Linked DNA regions of Rattus norvegicus: regions 2 and 3 are each linked to region 1. The links are chromatin contacts, called in public Hi-C maps. All regions are on one chromosome and are shown on one strand. Each heading gives the region's core, a stretch centred on a gene start, on an enhancer-like site or on the middle of the called end of the contact. The rest is flanking DNA. Distances are from core to core; before and after follow the strand shown. Region 1 holds the start of Odc1 (ornithine decarboxylase 1). Region 2 holds the start of Nol10 (nucleolar protein 10). Region 3 holds the start of Hpcal1 (hippocalcin-like 1).

Region 1 (3,411 bases), core at 447-2,946:
GGTTTTCCTCCCAGGACTTGGGTACATGAGATGAAGACTGAAGGGGGCTTGCACAAAACAATTGCACAGCAATTTAGGAGGGGAGCTAGATTGTGGATTTCCTCTAGGGACCTCTGAAGAAAAGCCAGTAGGGTTTGTTTGTTTGTTTGTTTGGCTTTGTTTTTGTGAAGGGTCTCACTATGTTGCCTTGGTTGGTCTGGAACTCTTTGTAGACTATGCTGGTCTCAAATTTACAGAGATCTAGCTGGTGAAGGGACATACCTTTAATCCAACCACTCCCGAGACAGAGGCAGGTGGATCTCTGAGTCCAAGGACAGCCTGGTTTACAGAGGGAGTTCCAGTACAGCCAGGGCTACACCCAGAAGCCAGGTCTCAAAAACAAACAAAAAATCAAATAAACAAAAAGCCTGCCTCTGCCTCCTGAGTGCTGGGATTAAAGGCTTGGGTCATCTGGTCTCATGCTTGAAAAAGCTACTTCGAAAGCTACTTTTTTCATTTGCTTTGCTGTGATTCTTCAAGATAGTTTTTGTTGGTACTCCTCTGGGATCCCGGCATCCGGGCTTGGAAAGGGGTTTTAGTTGAGAATTAACAAACCATTAACAGCGTGTACATAGTAACAAGTTGGAGTTACTCCTAAGTCTTCCCAATACTGAATATGTAAGTAACCAGTCAGTCCCACTTATTCTTTAACAATGTAACTTTGGTGGGGGCTGGGGATTTAGCTCAGTGGTAGAGCGCTTACCTAGGAAGCGCAAGGCCCTGGGTTCGGTCCCCAGCTCCAAAAAAAAAAGAACCAAAAAAAAAAAAAAAAAACCAATGTAACTTTGGTGGATACAAATTCACTGCCCAGACTCTTTTCCGGTCCAGACTTCTCAAAGTGACTTAGTTGTAGCTACCCTGAAAGATTTAACAGAATAAGGGACAGCTGTTGGCTTGAAACCCCTCAACCTCTTCCCTAACATGCGACTCTTGCTTAGATAAAAGGCATTATCTTAGCATGCAACTGGTGCCTAGAATCTAGTTGGAAGCTACCAACGTAAAACGGAGTGGCTCTCCAGCCTCTGCTGGCTTGTCTCTCAGCAAGTTTTCAGGCATAGGCACACAGGGTGGTGAAGCAGGGTCAATCTACACCACGAAGTCTAGTCTACGTGGCCCGCACACAACTCAAGGCCCATCCATCCTCGGCTCGCACCTGCGATCCCGCCAGGGAATAAATACTACGCGCTGAATGCAAAGCCGAGGAAGAGTTTTGCTAGTCTTCCAGGCCAGGGCTCAGCCGTTAGGACCCGGGGAGAGACTGCGTGATTGAACCGGTTGCAAGACGGACGACCAAGCGCCTGTGCGCATGCACCGGCCGAATCCCGCCTGCTGCCCATAGGACCCTGCGGCAAGCTGGTAGTCAGGACTGGTGGTGTGGTGCGCGTGCGCGGGCCTGCCGCAGGGAGTGTCCGGCACGAGGCCGGGCGGGGAGCGCGGGCGGATGGGCGGGGGGCTGGGCACGCGCGGCGCCCCGCCCCACTGACGCGCCGGGCCCGCGCCTCCCGCCTCCGGCGTCGGGAACCGGGTTGGCCGCCAAGGAGTCCCCGCCCCTCCCCCGCGCCTCCCGGCCGGAACCGATCGGGGCTGGTTTGAGCTGGTGCGTCTCCATGACGACGTGCTCCGCCTATAAGTAGCGGCGCGTCGCACCGTCGGGCTTTGTCAGTCCCTGCAGCCGCCGCCGCCGGCCGCCTTCAGTCAGCAGCTCGGCGCCACCTCCGGTCGGCGACTGCGGCGGGCTCGACGAGGCGGCTGACGGGGCGGCGGCGGGAAGACGGCCGGGTGCGCCTTGGGGTTTAGTGGCGGCTTCTCCATGGGTCCAGCCAGCCGCTTCCCTGTGCTGTGAGGTAAGCGGGGCGCGGGAGGATTGTGCGGCCACGTGTCGCGAGGCCCGGACTGCGGTCGCCGGCAGGGGACACGTGGCCGGAGGCTGGTGACCTTGCGAGCCTCCGCCCTGAAGGCAGCAGCTGTTCCTGGCCCTTGGCTGCAAGCCCTCGGATCGCCCCATGGGAGCCCGCATCGTGTCAGCCGGGCTCGGCGCTCCACTTGCCCGGGCGGTGATGGAGGGCAGGTGCAGGGGAGCCCGGCCGCTAGCAGCCGCCCTGCAGTTTCCTGCTTTCTTTAGTTTTGCTACGTGTACAGAGCAGAGCTGATGGACTCGAAGTGGAAGTCGATAGACCTAATTTAGTCAGGGAGTCCCTGCTAATGAATACTCACCGGCTGTGACTTGGATTTAGAACTGAACTCTTTGAATGACTTAGGGGTTTACGGGAAACCGGATTCCCGGCTGTCTTGGAAGCCCGACTCAGAATCCTCAATAACTGGTAGAACTGGGGAGCAGATCCTGTCAGGAATGTCTGGGAGAGGACAAAAGAATGCAGTGGCTTGTTTTATTCAAACCTAACATCGGGCAGAATTTGACTGGAGTTCATTTTTGTTTTAATTGGCTTGTATCTCATCCAGATTTAACTTCTTGTGCTAATTGTTTAACAGGATTTAGCTGCTTCCCATGCCAAAGTGTTAGCATTTTTTTTCTTTTATCTTTTTTTTCTTTTTCTTTTTTTTTTTTTTTTTTTTTTGTATTGAGGCAAAGATAGGGAAAGGCAAAATAAGTGGTATTTCAATGAAAGTTTTCCAGGTTTAAGCCGGAAGGCTGCCTGGAAAATACTTAACAAGACCTAAAATTACAAAGTTACTGCCAAAGCCCATTCATCAGTTCTAAGTGATATACAACTGAGTTGGCTGGCGCTGGTCTGTAGTCTTCACTTAAGAGAGGTTTATGCAGCTAACGAAGTTGACCAGTGCCAAAAGTCTCCTTAAAGCTTAAAGTGTGCTTTATCATGCATGGATTTGGATTTATGACAGGCTCATCCCCGTGGGCCTCTCATAGTGTCCCGTGCTAGAGCAAACTGGCTCCTAACCATTGCCCAGCCTTGGTGCATGTAGGCTGCTGGCACTGAAGTGGGTCACACAATGGAAAAAAGTTTTACCTGGCCACTTGCTGCTGGTGTCCATTTCATAAGACCCAGGCAGGAGCTTTTATTAAGCGTGGTGATCTTGCTTATTTTTGTTAGTAAAAAAGTTGGCCAAAAATTCCTTCAATATGGTTATTATCCATAAGTGGATATTAGAAGGCACTTGAGGACTGTTGGATTCCCAGAAGTGCGCATTTGGTAGGCAATCCAGGCTCTAGAATACTGATGTTTCATAACAGTAACAATATACTGTGAATTGAATTTTTTTAAATGCTAGTACTGCATAAAAGTTAGGGAAGTTTTGGTGGATTGCACACTAACATTGAGTGCTCTGGATACCTGATATACTGTATTCACTAAGTCATTCAGCATAACTCTGCAAGTGGGAGAAAAAGACCTT
Region 2 (3,411 bases), core at 635-3,134, 190 kb before region 1:
TAGAACTTGGGTATAAGGGTATGGGAGGTGTTCTGAAGTCTAACTCAGCAAAGCTTCAGATACAGAATGACACCAAGTGCTCAAACATCTAGGGGCTGCAGGAAACAGAACTGAACTGAAGCAAAATGGCCTAGAACCTTTAACTGCAACATTAGAAATAGAACACATCAATAAACTGCCCAATACTCTTGCTTCAAAATTCTTTTTAAAATATTTATGTATTTACTTATCTGTCTATGGACATGAATATGTCACTGAGGACATACGGAGGCCAGAGAATGATTGGCAGAAGCCTGTTCTCTACTTCTGTCACGTGGGTTCCAAGGACTCAGGCCATCAGGCATGGTGGCAAGCACCTTTACCTACTGAGCCATCTGCCCAGGGTGGCCTTGAATTCACTATATAGGTATTACTTTCAATGCCTCATCCTTTTGCCTTCTCCTCTGAAGTGCTGAGACTGGATGCACACACCACCATGCCCAGCCTTTTTTCTTCCTTTTTAAATACAACAGAGATGCCAAGGTTTAGATCATCAATATGGGAACCAGAGGCAGGAATGGGCTATTCTACAGATTTAGCCAAGGTGGCTATGAAGCCAGCATTGAATTTAAAAAAAAAAAAACAAAAAACAACAACAACAAAAAAAGCATGGTGGGACACTGAATTAAGGAATCTGGTTATGGATGAAGGAAGGCTGGCAACTGTGGTGACACAACTAGGGTCTGGAGGTCAGAGAATATTCTAGTTTTGAAGATGTGAAATGACTTTTGGTTGAGTTATTACATGGTAAGTTTTGGGATTCCAACCTTTATACATTTATTTATTTTGTTGAGACTGTAACCCAGGCTGGCCTTGGTAATTCTACAGTCTCGGCCTTTCAGATACTTGAATTTTAGATGGGGATTACTATGCCTAGCTTTAGAATCGGCAATTCTCCAGTCTAATTTGGAAGAACACAAGTGTAAGAGGGTACTCTGTCTCAATCACCTAAGTAAAAAATTCTTGAGCACATCTGCGGGTGCTCCCAGAGGAAAGATCAGTTGTCCCAGAAAGGAGTTGAAGCAGCTGTTTTAACTTCAAGAGACTGACAGGGTCTTGCAACTGAAGCACGAGGTGGTCTGAGTGGAGTCTACATGGCTCCATCTTAAGAACTGGGAGTCCAGAGCATGTGCCAACACTACTTGGATGGAAAGCTGCACAGAAAAGTCCTGTAGCTGATCCGCTTTGCTCAGAAAGGTCTCCACCGAGAGTACAATCCTTCCTAAAGCCAATAGAAACTAATGAGCCACAGCCCAAGGGCAAATTTAGATAAAAGTACCCGACTGTTGCTGAGCGGAGGACTAGAGGGGGCCTCGAGTATGATAGCTTAAGTGCCTACCAAAGATTCTCGAGCCAGGATTTGGTAGTGGTTTCACATGACTTTAGAGAAAACATTACTTAACCATTCTCTCCTTCCCAGATTCGTCTTTTCATAATGTGTTTGGAAGAGGCTAGAAAGACAGGAGAAGGTCCTCTCTAGCAGACAGCCTCTGCTGTTATAAAGTCACCCAAAGTCCTCAGATGTGGTCAACAGAGGCAGCCTGTACTGAAAGAGCAGTACAATTTACGAACTTCCTAAAAACCGTAAGAGGCTATAACTGTTACATTCTAGTCTCGAACGATATCAGGTTCAAACTCACTTCCCCATCTCATGCTTTCTCGTACGATTTTTCTTTTCATTTTCGCTTTTTCCAACCCCAGAGCAACTGCACATCTCTCTGGACTCGCTCTGCTCGTCTCTAGTGTTTCCGCCCTCGGGCGTCCAAGTGGGCGTGCACTTCCGGAGTCAGGAAGTGCGTCATCAACTCGCGCTAGTTCCTGCACGTTGTGCCGGTTCGCTTAGGATTTGGATTCAGGCGTATTCTGCTGGGCCGGCGTTCTGTGACTGCGTGCCGGACTCCGGCTTCTCTGCGCCGCGATGCAGGTCTCCAGCCTCAACGAAGTGAAGATTTACAGCCTCAGCTGCGGCAAGTCTCTCCCTGAGGTGAGTCCTCATCCTCTCGCCGCCGCTACTCCTCTCTTTGCCCTCTTTATATATCTATAATTTATTATTGGCTGACTGTGCTGGCTGGTTTTATGTCAACTTGACACAAGCTAGAGTTAACTGAAAGGAGGGAACCTCAATTGAGATAATGCCCCCATGAGATCTAGCTGTAGGACATTTCCTTAATTAGTGTTTGATGGGGAAGGGCTTGGCCGAGCGGGCCAGTAAACAGTATTGCTCCATGGCCTTTGCATCAGCTCCTGCCCCCGGGTTCCTGCCTTGTTTGAGTTTCTGCCTTGAGCTCCCTCAGTGACGGACCTGATGTAGAAATGTGACTGATATAAATTCTTTCCTCCCCAAGATGTGACAGCATAGAAACCCTAAGACAACACCTTTGTTTTGCCTGTAATAGATTCATGTAAGATCATGCTGACTGTCTAGAAACTACTCTACATCCTTTAATTGAAACATTATTGCCTGAAATACAGTCAGAGCAATACAGTCACAGACTGTAAGGCACTCACTTACTGCAGAGAGAAGGAAAATTATGGCCCACCCCTAGGCTCTTCAAAATATCATGTTCCAAATGCAGGCTGCCTCAGTGTATACTTAGGGTCTGGAGACCGCATATCTAGAGACTTCAAAAGATTATTTTGCTAGTAACAATAGTACATTGGCTTTTCCCTTTTAGAAAATTTTTTCCCATGGGGGGGTGTTTAACCTCAAATTTATTGACATTTTAAGCTGACAGTTCCTTGCTGCTGGTGTTGTTTTATATAATGTTTGCCAGCATCCCTGGTCCACACCTAACCAATTGGGATGACAGACTAAAACTTAAAAGTTGCCATAAGCCCTCTGGGAAGCAAAATTGTCCCAGTAGAGACCTGTCCACTCAGTGTCACTGTAACTGACAAGTGCTTTTTCATTGCTGTTCATTCTACTGTTGCCTGTAGAACAAAATTGGCTCTCAGTGAATGTGTTATTAAAAACCACTTCTTATCCAAGGTCAGCTGTTAGGCCAGTCCTATGTCTGTTCCTACTCTTTGTGAGAAATATATTTGTCTGGCAAAGAGACACATTTATAATCCCATTGCTTGGAAAGCTGAGGCAGGAGGATTGCGAGCTTGTGTTCATCCTGGGCTACAGAGCTACGTAGTGTGACTCTGTCTCAACACACGAACATGCACACACATTGGGGGCACTCACTCCATATAGAAATTAATTAAAACCCATCATTTCGAGAATTTGCATTCTCTTAGCTTAGATGGATTAGTTTTATGCTTTTTAAATTTTTTTAAAGAGTTATTTATTTTTTATGTATATGAGTAGTACGCTGTAATTATCTTCAGACATACCAGAAGAGGTCATCGGATCCCATTACAGATGGT
Region 3 (3,411 bases), core at 676-3,175, 150 kb after region 1:
CTCTCTCTCTCTCTCTCTCTCATTCTTTCTTTCTGCAAGACAGGGTCTCCCTATGTAGTAGGTCTGGCTGACATGGAACTCACTATGAAGAACGGTGGTGGGTACAGCCAGCTACCCTCAGGTTTCTTAAAGTACTAATAAGTAAGCTTTTTTTTTAATTTAAAAATTATATTTGCTGTGTGTGTGTGTGTGTGTGTGTGTGTGTGTGACTAATTGACTAATTCTGGACCATGAGTATGGGCAGAGATGACTCAGACTTCTTCCAGGCCGGGCTCCTAAAAGACCTCCCTGAGGTGCCACTTCTGCTATCTTAGGTTTTTGTTTTGTTTTGTTTTGTTTTTTAATGGATACTGAGAACCAGTGGTGGCCTCCAAAGACCTGAGGTTCTGCTGAGGTCACTAGATAGAAGGCAGCAGGTTTCTCAGTGTCTGAGTAAGGCCTCCCTCTTTCAGGTTGAATGAGAATGGATAGGGGGCCACAGTACAAAGTAACCTGCCTTAGTTGGCAGGATGTCTGAAGGCTTCTGCCTTAGCCATCCCCTTTCTGGGAGCTGCCTACCTGTAACCCTAGATACCTGTGCAGTGGTGTGCTACAGAAAGGGGCAGACTGACCTTTGATAGGGTCTTTACTGAGAAGGAAGCCTTTGTGGCCAGAGAGACCCAAAGGCTAGCCCTCTAAATCAGATAGGTGCCCTGTAACTCTCACAGCCGACATTCCCTTGAGTCCTCTGGGTTCAGTTTTGCCTTTCTGCACCAGAGGCAGGGAGGAATGGAGAAGGCCCCAGGGTTGCCCTCCACCTCCAAGCTGCTCTACTACTGGTTCCCCTGGCAGCCTCCTGAATAGTAGGAGTTCACTCACATGTTTTTTGTGGAGGAGGATTTGAAGGAGGGATTTGAGTTTTTCCCTAGAGACGCCAGAGAGACAGTTTCATCTCTGCACAACAGGCTCGCCCAGCTCCTCTTATAAGCTGTTTCTGTGGTTACCTGTCTTCTGGGATATTTGCAGTGGGTGGGCATGGCAGGTGCGATCTGCCAGAGTGTACCAGGAGTCTGAAGGAAGCACCACTGGGACCCAGAAGGCCAGATGTCAACCAAGCCCCCCTCCTCACCAGGAAACGGAAACCACACTGAATGTCAGGGAGGCAAAGACCCCCAAGAAGGATCCTGGACCTCCTCGCTGTCCAGTTTATAGGTGGGAAAACCGAGGATGAGGGAATCTAAGGGTTTTCTTGGCAAGATGGCTGGATGAGTTAGCAGAAGTTACTACAGCTGGAACACAGGTCTTCCCGCCTCCAGGCTAACCTCTTTCCTTAAACCAGGCGCGGGGAAAGTGGGTGATAGGTACACACGGGACTGGTGTGGAGAGGGAGGAGAGCCTTGCAGGCATACCAGAAGGTCCTGGGGTACCTAGGGCGACTCAAGCTTCTTTTCCACTTCCCTGGACATTAGAACTGCACTTCCTTCCAAGTACGGGGGGGGGGGGGGGGAGAGGAGCTGGGGAGCGGGGGTGGGTGGGTGCCCGCGAAAGGCCATCCCCTTTGGGCACCGCCTCTCAGCCTCTCCCTACCCGCAGGCCAGAGGTCAAGGGTTAGGAAGGTGGGACCAGTGCTCGACCCCGCCCCCGCTCTCCCACACCTTCCACCCTGCCGCCCTGCCTCCCGAGTCCCAGTGGCCTTAACACCCTGCAGGACCTCTGCTGCGCTGAGAAACTGCGAGTGGTCAGGGTGATAAGTGGACCAGAATTGGCGCACTGATGGTCCAGCAGTGGGTGTGGCACAGGGCGGGGGAGTGACCAGGCTGTAGCTGAGGCGGGGCTAAGACCGGGGGCGTGGTCGAGGCAGGAGGCGGGGCCGTGGAAACTTGAGTGCCCGCCCTGCGATGCGCCCCGCCCCGGCCTCCGCCTCCGGTCCCGCCTTCTCTTCCCTTCCTTCCCGGGCTGGCGGCGGCTGCGGGTGGTGGACCTGCAGAGCGGCGGTCGCCTACACCTCGCTCTCTCCTGGGCCGGCGGATCCTTTTGTCTCTCCAAGCGGTGAAGGTCGCAGAGTCGGCGCGGCGGTTGCGGGCGCACTGACGCCCGTTCTATTGGTTATCTCCCCAGCCTCAGCCACCGCCGAACTTGAGCTCGAGAAGCCAGCGGATCGCGTCCAGTTCCGGAGCCGGTAGGGAAGGGGAGGCTGCGGGACTGCGGGGCTGCGTGGAGGGAGCGTGTGTGACCCGCTCGCTGGGACCCGGTTGTGTGAGTGCGCGGGTGTGTGCGCGCGGCTACTGACGGTGCCTGTTTCTCTGCGTAGTGGGCTTGCAGCTGACCGCAGACGGTGGCGTGGCTCTAGAATGGCGTGTCCTCGTGGGGATCGTTGGGCTCGATGGGATGTGCACTTTTTAGATTACGTTTGTGGAATTGTGTGTCGGGCACACTTGCCTGTGGGGACTAGTGCTGGCGAGGGTCGAGGAGGAGCCGCTGTGCGCAGAGTGGGGGTGGCGGGGTGGGCGTGGGCGGTCTGCCCCGGAAAGCTGAGCCCCCGGTTGGTGTCGCTCCGTGCACTACGTAGCTCAGGAACCTGAGGGTAGGACTAGGACCCGATGAGCAAAGTGCCTGCCTAGTGGGCAGCGGGCGTTTACACCCCCCCCACGGGGGGCAGGTCCACGTGATAATTATGAGCTTCGAAGAGGGATGGGGACCCCTTGGCAATGATCAGCTCTAGAGCAGAGGGAAAGACCAACCCAGTCCTGGCCTCGCTGTGACCTGCCCTGAGACCTGAGCCTGAGACAGGCCACCTTCTTGGGTCGCAATTTGCGTCTGTATCAAATGAGGGTGGCCCCTCTGGGGCTGTCTTGACGCTAGAGAACGCACCACACGCAGTTCTTGACCCAGAGTCTTGCACACAGTAGGTGCTATTCATTGGATTCTCATCTCATTAAAAAGAAATCTGTTTTGCCTTTTTTGTGGATGACGCTCTCATTTCCTCCTGCACGGTGGTTTGTGCCTCCTTCCTGGATCTAACTTCACAGCGAAAGCTTGGAAATTGAGAAAGTTTAGGCGGCTGGGTGCGATACCTCCTCTCCGCACCTTACTGGCTGCGTGACGCGGCCTTCGAGTGTGCGGGAGCCCGCAGCGCAGGGCGCTAGCCCGGAAGGCTCCTGAGCCCGGGCAGCGTTCCGGAAGGCTGCGACTACAGACTCGCGTGTCCTTTTGTTCAACAAGTGCCTGGAGGATGTCAATCTGGAATTAGAGTTGCGGTGAGAAAGTGGCTGTCTCTGTAGACTCATAGTCTGGGGTTCCTGGAGCTTTTCTCCCGGCCTGGTCATTCAGGAAGCCACCCTCTGTTCTAACCACTAACAAGTCCACCCAGAAGAGGGTGTTCGCCAGGACTCTAAATCCTGTTAGACACCCTACACCCCACCCCCAAGCCCC

What was found. Hi-C and Micro-C count contacts between places; a contact is called where the count stands out from the background.
Region 2: a Hi-C map of liver shows a contact between it and region 1, with 2.2 times the contacts expected there. The contact joins the promoter of Nol10 here to the promoter of Odc1 in region 1. A contact is called at or near these places in 3 of 12 Hi-C or Micro-C datasets (hepatocytes and liver).
Region 3: a contact with region 1 is called in a Hi-C map of kidney, with 2.6 times the contacts expected there. The contact joins the promoter of Hpcal1 here to the promoter of Odc1 in region 1. A contact is called at or near these places in 8 of 12 Hi-C or Micro-C datasets (the Rat2 cell line, Schwann cells, frontal cortex and 4 more).

What each region holds. Positions count from the first base shown.
Region 1 is chr6:46,056,969-46,060,379 of GRCr8, forward strand. Odc1 (ornithine decarboxylase 1) reads left to right here and starts at 1,697. Exons shown (of 12, transcript NM_012615.3): 1 at 1,697-1,883. Snora80l1 (small nucleolar RNA, H/ACA box 80 like 1) reads left to right here and starts at 2,879; the gene lies at 2,879-3,012.
Region 2 is chr6:45,871,097-45,874,507 of GRCr8, forward strand. Nol10 (nucleolar protein 10) reads left to right here and starts at 1,885. Exons shown (of 21, transcript NM_001014076.1): 1 at 1,885-2,023. The coding sequence starts at 1,958. It also overlaps a transcript of Atp6v1c2 not described here.
Region 3 is chr6:46,204,969-46,208,379 of GRCr8, forward strand. It overlaps Hpcal1 (hippocalcin-like 1), which reads left to right and starts at 1,926. Exons shown (of 5, transcript NM_017356.3): 1 at 1,926-2,158.